Regions from separate parts of the Bombyx mori genome. Here region 1 is linked to region 2. A link is a contact called in public Hi-C data. All regions are on one chromosome and are shown on one strand. Each heading gives the region's core, a stretch centred on a gene start, on an enhancer-like site or on the middle of the called end of the contact. The rest is flanking DNA. Distances are from core to core; before and after follow the strand shown. Region 1 holds the start of LOC101744531 (charged multivesicular body protein 6-A). Region 2 holds the start of LOC101743050 (glucose-induced degradation protein 4 homolog).

The links. Hi-C and Micro-C count contacts between places; a contact is called where the count stands out from the background.
Region 1: a contact with region 2 is called in a Hi-C map of whole pupa, with 4 times the contacts expected there. The contact joins the promoter of LOC101744531 here to the promoter of LOC101743050 in region 2. A contact is called at or near these places in 4 of 7 Hi-C or Micro-C datasets (middle silk gland, posterior silk gland and whole pupa).

The regions. Positions count from the first base shown.
Region 1 is chr17:11,140,623-11,146,859 of ASM3026992v2, reverse strand. It overlaps LOC101744531 (charged multivesicular body protein 6-A), which reads left to right and starts at 3,691. Exons shown (of 2, transcript XM_004932466.5): 1 at 3,691-4,194. The coding sequence starts at 3,892. LOC101744676 (luc7-like protein 3) reads right to left here and starts at 2,037. Exons shown (of 9, transcript XM_004932467.5): 1 at 1,711-2,037; 2 at 487-682. The coding sequence starts at 1,815.
Region 2 is chr17:10,766,974-10,773,747 of ASM3026992v2, reverse strand. LOC101743050 (glucose-induced degradation protein 4 homolog) reads right to left here and starts at 1,553. Exons shown (of 4, transcript XM_021352141.3): 1 at 1,088-1,553; 2 at 720-887; 3 at 396-628. The coding sequence starts at 1,234. It overlaps LOC101742908 (serine/threonine-protein kinase N), which reads left to right and starts at 2,848. Exons shown (of 2, transcript XM_004932452.4): 1 at 2,848-4,445; 2 at 5,098-6,774. The coding sequence starts at 3,139.

The DNA of each region.
Region 1 (6,237 bases), core at 2,442-4,941, 370 kb before region 2:
ATTCACCTATCACCAAAACTTGGATGATGCAGTTTTCTTAAGAAAAAATACTTGGCTGTTTGATAGAACTGTTTACTGAACCAGCAATGAAGAGTTTAAGTTTAAGGTGTAGACACTTAGTAATTACACGAGAATATGAATCCTGTGTGTTGGATGATTGTAGAATTTACGTTTCGTATGTTGAAAAATCTTATGTTTGCATCATAGTTTTGCATTTAATATGTTTTTATTTTATTATAAAATATACCCTGCTCTCTTCTTATTCTAACTTCAGAATGCAAGTTTTGATTATTTATATTAAATGTTAAAAATTACTAGCACAATCCATGTTTATAAATGAGTTGGGAGTCACAAATTAATTACTTTGATGTTCAATCACAATTGCACAATCTGTTTACTATTTCGGTTCTTTGCTTAGATAAGGGATCATTAATTGAAAACATAAGGATAAATATTCTTGAAATAGAATTAAACAAGTGAACTTACTTTCTACATCATTAATCATATGTTTACAGAACCGTAGAAACTCTTCGACATACTGAGACTTCTTATACGATGGGTCGGCTTTCTCAAAAAGCTCTTTGACTTCTTCATCGTGGACTTTAGGACAAGCACCAAGATCAGCTCTAGTATTAACGAACAGATCATGCGGACAGAACTTTACCATGTAGTATTTGCAGTACTGAAAATGAAAAATCAATTTTAATATTTACAATGCATCAACATTTATGTGATAATTATTTCTTAAGATTAGTTGCATGCATTACCATGGCCCACATGGCTTTTGGACATTGTTAGGAAGTTAATTTCCATCATATGCACATGCTATCATCCTACTTGAGTAGCAAATTTGTGCCTTTATGGAATACAATATTTGAGATGGACCCTCAGTTTACCGAGCAATATCACCTGTATTATCAGTGGAAGAACTTCCCTTTATTGCTAACATGATGTGATTACTGATGTGATGTTAAATGTTCCCCATGTTTCATCACATAATGTAAATACATCAGTTTTTCCTACTTATGCTGGTAACCTAGGGGGTTATACCAGCATAACTGGGCTGCATTGGTATGTGAAATATGTGTGGAAAGAAGTATAAATTCTTTATAAAGACTACACATAGAAAATAATGGTAGACCACACATTTAATGCTTTGCATTCAAGTTTTTAATTAACTCAATTTATTTCCATTAGAAGAATCGAATTATATTATTATTCTAGTTTACAACATGTATATTAGCTATGCATAAAATTATTATGTAGATTATGGTGGCATGAACACATTGTAACCTTTGTTGGCGATATTTTTTTCCAATATTCTATGTTAAAATAAAAAGAGAATGAACTTAGCACATAGATGATTATTTTATTTTATAAATGGTTGTAATCATATTATGTATTCACAATAAGATTTGTTTGTCAGTGCTTTGTAACGCCACAACAGTCATAGCATATGAAGAGTGCAGAGATTACAGTTATTAATAATTTATTAATGTCATTCTTCATGATTTGAGAACTATTTAGTGGCTGACTGAATAACTGTGCCTCTGGCTTACAGATGTTTTTTGTTAAGCAATGTGACCAGTGACAAGCAAACTCAGCCGAGATATCCCGACTTTGCAAAAAACAACGTAATTTACACGAAATCGCGTGAAGGTTAGAAAAGTGTAGTGAGGTTTTAGAGGGAAAATTGAAATTATAATCAACCTCAGGATCTTCCCAATTAGGCTTTTTAATTTTTTCGTTGGGATCGGTGTTCCGGTGCCTGCCCATCAATTCATCTAGGAGTTGTGCTGCCGCTAGCACCGCCATCCTACTTTTTAACGCTTTCTAGAACTTCAGACACAACAATAATACATTAAACTATGGAGTATAAAAATCTTAATTAGTTTAAATAAAACTAGTTGCCAATACGAATCAAAACGTATTAATTTCTCATCACATTTAACATCAAATAAAAAACGAGAAATGTTTGGAATGGAAAGAAAGGAAGACCAAAGACATTTTTTAGTTGGACCCATAGATATTTTTTTTTGGTTTTTTTTTCCTTATTAAGAAAGGCAAGGGGATCTATGTCCATACAGCGTTGACTGATCTATTGGATTTTTTTAAGGGATTTTATGACCTGGTAACTAAAACTTTTAACTCGTGTCTTATTTAAATTTTAATTCTTATTTGTCTGAAAAATGATAATATGGAGTAAAATGAAATAAAATGAAGATGATTTATTTGAGACATTAATAAACTAGGATGAAATTAAATGAAATGAAATGAGATGATATAGGATGAAAAATACTCTCAGTAAAATGGTAGTCATTTACTAAAAAATTTTCAGTGGACTTTTTGGAGGATCCCGAGAAGTTGCGTCCAGCGGCTTTGTTTCATTTTCCCACATTTGTGCACTTTCACAGATATTAAACAGTTAATCAACCACCGTTATTCCATATTTAAACCTGAAGAAACACTAAAACAAAATAAAACAAATCACACAACTTCATTCCTCGCGTTCCCGCCAAAAAGTCCGGTTTAGTATTTATATAAATGAAATGTGTATGTGTGGTCAGATTTTAATAAACCGTTATGAAAATTTTATTGATATCAGGTGATAGACAAAGTGGTTCCCATAGAACAAGCCACGAGAGAACCAGCTAATATTTTAGTGACTCACAATGCAGATGGTACCACGTCCATAGAAACAAGTGCTGCTGAATTTCTTATCGTGAAAGACGAAACAAATTCCAAGATTGAAACTGCTCAGTTTGCCATACCTACAGACATTACAGTCCACGTCTATGATGCACTGCATTTGAATTTGTATTAAGTTATTTTACTTTTGATATGCGGTGTCATTCTGAATTATATTTTATTATATAAAAGTAAACACAATGTTTTCTAGTATTATTTATGTTTAAATTAATTGCTATAGCCGCTGAAAGAATAAGTTGATGGTGTTCATAGATTATTTCAGAGGGTCTAAAGTAAGACAGAAGAAAAATATGTAGATAATAAGGGTTAAAGTATGAAATTGCCGTTCTATTGTAATAGGTACTGCGAATTGACACAGAACCTTCATGGTTTGAGATTTTTGGGTGAATATTTTTTTCAAATGGTACATAAGAAGTTCTTCTTGTAAAAAAAGTGCAACATTCGATTATCGACTTTCAGTTGTTTTTTTTTATTCAGCTTAGAGACAAGAAAGATGCGTACTTCGAAAATTTTAGTGATTTTTAAATACGAGTTACTGGTGGTAGGACGTCTTGTAAGTTCATACAGTAGGTACCACCACCTTGCCTATTTTTGCCATGAAGTAGTAATGCATTTCGGTTTGAAGGGTGGGGCAGCCATTAAAAACCGAGACCTTAGAACTCATATCGGTGGCCGGCGGCATTTACGTTGTAGATGTCTATGGGCTCCGGTAACCACTTAACACCAGGTGAACCGTGAGCTCCTCCATCCACCTAAGCAATAAAAAAAGAAGTGGCTTTTCGGCTTCTTTAAAAAATTAATTGTGATCTATTTCTTTTCATTCTGTTTTATCTCAAAACCAATATTAGGGACATCAAAGCTACAACCAATTTTATTCCATTTAATCTCGTTACTACACCTTTGTCTTTATCAGTTAAATCTTCGATCTTCAAATTAAAGACTAGAATGAATGGGTCTTGTTTCTTTTGCTTATCCAATTGTACAATGGAAACAAAAAAACCAATGAATGATGTAAACATTTTGATAAGTTTGAAGTTTGAACACCTAGATAGAATATTAATATTGTAGTTTTTAACTGAAACATTGATGGATTTTATTCAAATAATATTATGAATAAATTGGGATAAGTGTTCATTCATATTAGAAAATATACATATTTTATACTGCAATAAAACAAATAAAATGGGTGCTTTATTCGGTAAACATAAAAAAGTAGTGAGTAGAGTTACCGAGCAAGATAAGGCAGTACTTCAACTAAAACAACAGCGAGATAAGCTGAAACAATATCAGAAAAAAATTGAATTAAACCTAGAAAAAGACAGAAAATTAGCTAAGAAATTACTAGAAGAAGGTAAGCGTGACAGGGCAAAACTTTTATTGAAGAAGAAGAAATATCAGGAGAATCTTCTACATAATACAGATACGCAGCTGGAGAAATTAGAACAGCTAACTCATGATTTGGAATTTGCACAAATTGAAATTCAGGTTAGTACATACTTACATATCAAAAACAGTCAATACATATAGCAGAATATATAAATATTAGAATGATACTCTAAAATTTAGTAGTTTAGTAGTCCGTTGTTTATTAGTAGTTTTTTTTAACTGTGTGTAGTAGTACGCGCTCGACCTGACATTAAGTGTCCACATACTTCAGAGTGTATATGCTGCTAGCCGTCTTAGGCATGGAGTAAAGTCTCAAATGCAGAAAAAATCTGATGTCAGATCTTTCAAACTGGAGCTTATAATATTTCATCTATCCATAATACACAACTACCATTCAAGGCTGATTGGTGTTTGGGATAACTTTGTATAGGACAAAACTGGTGCCTATTCTCTGTAGAATCCCCCAAGATAATAAGAGGTTGGGTGGTGTATTTCAAACCTGTTATTGTATTTTAAAAACTTGATGGATCAGCACTTCTGTTATGTTTTTAAAACTTCAGTTACAGGGTTGAAAAGGTCATATTCAGGCTTAATGAATGGCTTGACTTTTGAATTGTAAAGCTTATGTCAGTTATTAATTTATGAGAAATTTAGTGTATGTACTCCATTTATTATTAATTTTAAATAATTGATCTTTTCAGTTTTATTTTTATTACCATAGATCAGTATATCACAAACCAATTGATGTTAGTGATTCAATGTGCCTACCAGATACCATTAGATTTGAGGCAGAAGTCTCAAGTTTAGCCTTTAACTATTTCAAAACGGTGTGCTATATCCCAATGGGCGAAAGGTCACTTTGTAGTAGCAGAACAGTACAGGGCAGTGACATAAATCTGTGTAGACTAATCCTCTCTAAGAGTGCCTAGAAAGTGTTTTTCTAAGATCATTCTCCAAAAAACTTACTACTGCTGATAGCCTTGAGAGGCTATTTCAGCTTCGCCCTAACATGTGTAGGTGAGCTCACGGTGCTCAAACTGGAGTATTGCTAACACTGACCCTAGCAAGAGCAGTGCTTTGCAGAATCTACCGCCATCGGAAACGCGACCCACTGAGAAGATCCAGTGAGAAACTCAGTGGGCGGTGTCTATGGGTTAATTCGCTCGTCGAGCCCTTCGTTGCCAGCGACGGGTTCGACGAGGACGGTGACCGGTGCTTGTGGTGCCTAAAAGCACCATTAATGGATCAGGAGGATCCACAATGACGTGCTTTGGGCGACGTCGACGGTTTACCATTCGGTCTACAGGATCGGGTATGTAATTTCCAGCGGCCACGACAAGAGGGTTCTCATGTCGTGCCGCCTTTTCGAAGTGGCGCAGCGATGCCGACTGTAGATACTTACTGACAGAGTCGAGCTCCAGGTCATCGTGGAGATCCACGTTCCTCAGGAACCACGATGCTCCGACGACATTGAATAACCTGAAGGGGTTTCAAGTTGGTGCGGGCCGCGTGAGCGAACACTACCCTTGCATACGTCATGACGGGGTGTATGCAAGTTTTGTAGAGAGTTAACTTATTACGGAGGGACAGTTTGCTTCGTCTACAAAGCATAGGGTAGAGTCGTCCTAGTATAAAGGCGGCACGGTCGCGTACCGTTTTGATGTGGGGACGGAATGTCATCCCTCTGTCGAGGGTAACGCCTAGGTATTTGACCTTCGAGGCCCACGGTATGGGCTGGCCAAAGAGAGTGATGGGGCTAACGGCGGAGGTGTTTGGGCACCTATTAGGGAGTGGGATGCTCGAAGTGGTATTCGGAGGGCGACCCCTTTTGAAAAGCACCGCTGTACTTTTCGTGGGGTTGATGTCAATGCGTCACTTCCGGAACCACTGTCCCAAGGTGGTTATTGCGATCTGGAGTCGCCGATGCAACAACGACATCTTCCTACACGAGTAGTAGAATAGCGAGTAATAGATACCCGTGTCATCGGCGAAGAGCGCTAGATGGGTCTCCGGAGACCGGGGTATATCATTGACATACAAACTAAATAATAACGGGGAGAGCGCGGAGCCTTGCGGGACTCCGGCAGTCAGATGACGGGGGCGAGAGCGAGTTCCCTCCACTCGATATCGAAACGAACGATT
Region 2 (6,774 bases), core at 304-2,803:
AAGCTATTATATTATATTATAGTATATTGGCCCAAGAGCAGGAGTGGATTAAAGTTTACATTTAAAAAGTTATGTTAACAAATATATACAATAAATTCAAAGTGAAAAAATAATTTGTACAAAAATATTTAAATTTATCCACCTCTTTCTATCTTTTATAATTACCAACGACAGTAAAAGTTTACATTTTACAAGTACAGTTTAATAATGTTATTAACTAATGAATAAAAATTAAATTATGTAGAACACGAATATTATTTTCGAGTGAATTCATAGTATCTTAAATTTTCTAAATTTAGTCTAATAATAATTTCTTATTCATATCTTCTAATAAACTTATTAATCTTGCATTTATATCTATAGATTTTTTTTAAAATGAAATTGTCATAACTTACCATTCTGAGCTCCGGTGGTAATAATATCCTTCTATTGTGGCTGCAGACTTATGAAAACATATATAATAAAAACCAGCAAAAGAAGCACCATTTATATCCTTTATTGTATGATCCGGAACTAAAAAATGTTCTTTCCATCTCATAAACACATAATCAGCCTTTGCTAGAGACTCATAATCAAATGAATCCGAGTTGAAAGTCTTTAAATATGGTACAAATAAGTCAAATTTACTCTAGAAAGAAATAAAAAGAAACAAATTTAAACAGTCCTACAAACTATGTTATTAAAGTGTTTTTATTATAAAATTAGATAACTACACTTACCCAATGTTTCCTATCAACATCTTCATCAGCATCCCATTTTCTTGTTAGAAAGGGATATTTGGATGAAATTATTTCACCATCAAAGAATGTTGTGAGTGTTGGAAATTCCTCTGTTAAACCTTTTATTTTTAAATATCCACAAAGGTATGAATTTTCTTCGTCTACGTGCTGTAAAAATAAGTTACATAAGTTTCTAAAATTATATACTTTAACAAAAATTTAATAAGCCTTTGAGCCCCATTTGTTCAAAACATAGATGTCATTGCTAAGTCTTAAAGTAATTACTTTATAAACTTTTACAATTACATCCACAGAAACACGATAAAATATTGTTTATCAATATTGCGTACTTTGTTATTGTGACTAACCTGCAAAACTACTTCGACTTCATAAGAGTTGCCTTTACTTTTTTGATGTCCTTGAAATTTAGAGCCGTTGTAAAGGAGGGATTTTGTCACACCAGGTTGTTTTGAATTAGCTGGTGGAGGTGGTGTAATGTCTACTTTCACTGGCATTATTTTTCCATAAGACGATGACCTAGCTCTTGTAAATGTGACAGTTGCAGAACTGAGCGATGAGTAGGTACCGTGACAGACAGTAGTTACGCTAGCCTTTCAATTCTATCTAAATTTTTCGCTTATTGATAGAACATATGTTTTACATGATGGTTGTACGATTACAATAAAAAGGTAAAAACAGATATGCTGGGGATCTTTCACATCACTTAGACTTAGTGAAAGTTAGGAAACAAACACCGCAAATAAAATTCCTACTTGAAAGCCAGGTGACAGTGATTTTGTAGTAGTAGTTCCGTCTTCCAATAGCAAAGGCGAAGATATCACACCACAGAGCCTTTAGGAAATATGTTTAATGTTTATTTATTTTGTTATGCATATATTATAAATATAGATAAGTGAAAAAATTATATGGATGAAATGAGGTGAAAATAATTTAATTGAGACTAATTAATGAAGATGAAATTAAATGAAACAGGACGAGGGGATGAAATAAAGTCTCATTAAAATGGTGGTTACAAATACACAAAATTTAGCGGGCTTTTTTAAAGAACCCGGAAAGCAACATTTTCATTTTTCCGCATTCATAAGTGCATAAATAACAATGCACACATAATAAACAGCTAATAGACCACCGTTATTACATGTGTAAGCCTGACCAAATACTAAAATAACAAAACAAAACAATTCAGATAGTTTCGGTCCTCACGTTCCCGCCAAAAAATCAACTGAAGTCAGTAGTGATTTTCGTTTCATCAACTGACTTCGATCTCGTACTTCATAGTGAGTTGCAATATTCACGCCGTGGTATTTAATAGTCATCATCATCATCAGCCCACAAACGTAATTACATTCAGGTAAACCATCAATTCTTTTAAGCTATTGCATAGTTTTTATCGCGGGCTTTGAACGTGGCGACCGAATCAAGAAATTCCGTAACGAAAATAAAACCTAACACCATCCACTCCACCTACCATGTAGCTCGTGTTCAACATTTTCACACGTTGCACTTGTGTAGTTTGTGAATAAGCGCGCGGCGTGACGTCACGTCGCACTGCATGCGAATCATGAAAAGTCTGCCCATCTCTCTCTCGCGCGGTCTAGTTTATGAGTGTGAAGGGGGCAATTATTGTTTTGCTTTTGTTAATGTTTATAAATATAGCGTGGACTTATTTGATTTTGTTTTTTTAATATTAAATTATTATTGTCTAATTATAATTGCGTAAGTTGATAAAAATGCTATGTTATAGCTTTACCGCGGCAGTCCCCGAGTGGCACACGTGTTTTTTTTTCCCCTACCTATGCTACATACTATGCTGGTAGCGTCGAGGGGCTATACCAGCTTCACCTAACGTGTAGACGATCTCACGGGATTCAATCTAGCGAATATGATATCTAATTATTGGATAAATTAACTTCCATTATAACTTCGTATTTTCTTTCAAATTATCTTAAAGGTAAACTGGCACCAAGGTTTTGATAATTTATCAAGTAAAATTTTTGATCGAAGGCAGTAATAGAAACAACAGACTATGCCTCCTTGGAATCGTTAAATCAAAGATTTGACCCTATAGTCGTAACCTTCTTTGCCTTACCAATTGGATGAACTTGAAATTAGAAGAAAATGTCTTTGATTCGTCGTTTCGTTGATTTCAGTTTTCCTACTTCATTGATTTCAATAGATTGATATGTAAACTGTTTTGTTTTGTGGGTTTAATAGCACATAATTTATTTGATCTTTAATTGGAAACTTGACAAACCATGATATTTTTTACCAATTCAATGCATATTGTGTTTGAAGTGTACCGTACTTCAGCTAAGCCTTTGTGAATACCCGAAGCTCTAGTAGTGAGATTTTCCTACATAATTATGGTTATCTGACATTACACCGTGCATCCTCAATTATGGCAGACCCAGGTTATTATCATAGTGATTATATTCGACACCCAGTTCTTCACGAACTTGGTGTCAAGTACGGAATCAAGACTGAGTGTATTCCAGAAATAGCATTGCCGTCGAAATTAGAGGAGCTCAAAGATGTCATACGTAGAGAAATACGAAAAGAACTTAAAATAAAGGAAGGTGCCGAGAAACTTCGTGAGGTAGCTACAGATCGGAGATCCCTATCGGATGTCGCCAATATTGTTAAGAAAGCTAACATCAAACTTAATGAACTCAAATCTGATCTGCAGGAGCTAGAATCGCAGCTCCTATTATCTCGTGGACAATCAACACCAACATCACCAGAAGATCTGTCTTATGACGAAGAAATTATTTTAGCATCTGAAGCAGCACAACAACAAAGACAGCTTGGAGAAGCAACTACAGATCGCAAACTTGCATCACTTGAGAAACAGCTAAACATTGAATTGAAGGTAAAACAAGGTGCTGAAAATATGATACAGAGCATTAGCAACAGCAACCAGTCTAGAGACAAAAAGCTGCTTGCGGAAGCACATCAAATGTTGGCTGATTCAAAAGTCAAAATTGAATATTTAAAATTACGCATTTCAAAACTGACCAAACAGCAAAAAGGTGATACTGCTGGAGCAAATGGTGATGGTAGGAATTCTGATATGAGTGGTGTTGATGCATTACTTGATGAACGAATTGCAGAGCTCAGAAATCGTCTCAGAATTGAAGCAGCTGTTGTAGAAGGCTCTAAAAATGCCATTAGACTGTTACAGAGTGACAAAAAATTGACTGACAAAAAAGCTTTGCAAGAAGCTCAGACTCAACTCTTAGAATCAACACAAAAACTAGACTTGCTCCGTAGGTCATTGGATATGCGTAGGCAGGAACTACCTGCTGAAAGTGCAGCTTTTGTAGAGTTGGGTCATGAATTACGCAGTACTGCCTCAAGTCCAGGCTATGTGAGCTTGTCTGGAGGAAGTGGATCAAGAACTCAATTTCTGTCACCTGCCCCTTTGATTAGCCCTTGTGTACAAGTCACTGGTACACTCGAAGTGAGATTGATGGGTTGTCAAGATCTTCTTGATGATGTCCCAGGTCGCAGTCGTCGTGATCCACTAGCCAGCCCATCAGATCTGAAGTCCTTTGTTAAAGGAGTAACCATACGCAATTCAATGAAATATACTTACAGTATAAAAGAAGACACCAGCAATGAAATAATGGCAGTCTTAAAGCTGGACAATCACAATGTTGCTCAGACAAGTTGGAGACCTTGCTCTCAACAAGCTTGGGATCAAAGGTGAGTTCAACATTTAAATAGTAATAAAAGCACATAAACAATTCATTTGTCTTGGTTTTTAAGTATAATGTCAAAAGAACTCTAATTTCAAATTTGAACATTGCTTAAATACATCATAATACCTATAATAATTTAAAATAATTTAATGATGTCCATCAATGCAAATAATAATTAAACAAAAAAATTATATATTGAAACAATTTATTTTAATAACAAAATTATTCTATATATAATGTAATTATGCTCTTCCTAAATGTTCTTATTTTGTATTTCACTTGCATACTTATTATATAACCTTTAATTACATTTATCTTTCAAACTTGCTACCTTGAATTATAATCTTTTGGGTGCTTTGCTATTACTCATTATCTTATCAAGAGCAATACTTAGGCATATTTGTGCTATGACTAAAATTTCTATGAAATCATAAATGTTAACAGTTAAAATAGAATTTCATTATTTTTGCGTTCCCTACCAACAAATCTTTTTTTGTATTATGATGTTTCAAAAAATTATCCAAAAACTTTGATATGTTTTTAAGAAAATCTGCAAGATGATAAATCAGTACATGAAAAAATCCTTATATTTCAAGTTTTGTTGATGATAGCTAATACATTGTTTTAGCACTTATGAATATTATGAAAATTTTCAGATTCACTATCAAATTAGACAAGTCAAGAGAGTTGGAAATTGGAATACATTGGAAAGACTGGCGTGGTTTATGTGCTATCAAGTTTTTGAGATTAGAAGAATTTATTGATGATATACGCCATGGAATGGCTCTAGAACTTGAACCACAGGGACTTCTTTTTGCTGAAATAAAGTTTCTTAATCCTATTATATCTCGTAAACCTAAACTTCAACGCCAGAGAAAAATTTTCAAACAACAAGGAAAAAATATTCCAAGACCATCTTATGGCGATATGCATATTCCTGCTGTTGTTTTAGGAAGGTTACTCAAGAGATCTTCTCCATCCATTCAAAATATTCAAAATGCTCATATAACTACATCACAACAACACAGTTTCGAATCTGCCACGTTTGATAATAGAGAAATTGAAAATCCTAATGTTACACTTGGGGGTATGGCTGGAGTAAGGCCCTTAGGATTACCTTCAACACCAACTCCACAACTTCCATCAGTGCCACCCCCAAAACCTACTTTGCCTCTTCAACCTCCTCCTAATGTCTCTACACTCAGAATGGAAAAGGAGCTCCAAGAAGCCTTTGCATTTTTAGAAGATTCTTACACCAGAGACCATTATGTTTCAAAGGAACCACAAACTCCATCATGTGATACTCCTTTGGTTGAGTATCCTCCATCTCCCTCTCCCAAGCTGGTGCTTGAATACCCAAGTAATGAAGACCAGATTGTTGAAGTAACAAGTAACATCCGTTTGTCATCCTCAAGATCATCATCAGTAATAGAAACAATAGGAAAAGAACAAGATTCCAGAAGGCAATCTGGCGAAATGTCTATGGACAGTTTCAGGCTGTTGAGTGTCCTTGGAAGAGGACATTTTGGAAAAGTTATCTTATCACAGTACAAACCTACTAATGAATATTTTGCAATTAAAGCTTTAAAGAAAGGTGATATAATAGCAAGAGATGAGGTTGATTCTTTGTTATCTGAAAAAAGAATATTTGAAGTAGCTAATGCAATTAGACATCCATTTTTGGTCAATCTTTTTGCTTGTTTCCAAACAGAACAACATGTCTGCTTTGTTATGGAATATGCAGCTGGAGGTGATCTCATGATGCACATTCATGCTGATGTGTTCACTGAACCGAGGGCAGTATTTTATGCAGCCTGTGTAGTGTTAGGTCTGCAGTATTTACATGAAAATAATATCATATATAGAGATTTAAAATTAGACAATTTATTATTAGATACTGAGGGTTATGTAAAGATTGCTGATTTTGGCCTTTGTAAAGAAGGAATGGGATGGGGCGATCGAACTGGAACCTTCTGTGGAACACCTGAATTTTTGGCTCCTGAAGTATTGACAGAAACATCTTACACTCGTGCTGTTGATTGGTGGGGCCTAGGGGTATTGATTTTTGAAATGTTAGTGGGAGAATCGCCATTCCCAGGTGAAGACGAAGGTGAAGTCTTTGATTCAATCGTTAATGATGAAGTGCGTTACCCCAGAACTTTATCTTTAGAAGCTATTGCATTGATGCGTCGTTTGTTAAGGAAAAACCCAGAAAGACGATTGGGTTCTTCTGAAAGAGATGCTGAAGATGTGAAGAAGCAGGCTTTCTTCCGCAATGTTGATTGGGAGCAATTGTTATTGCGTAAAGTGAAACCACCATTTGTGCCAACAAT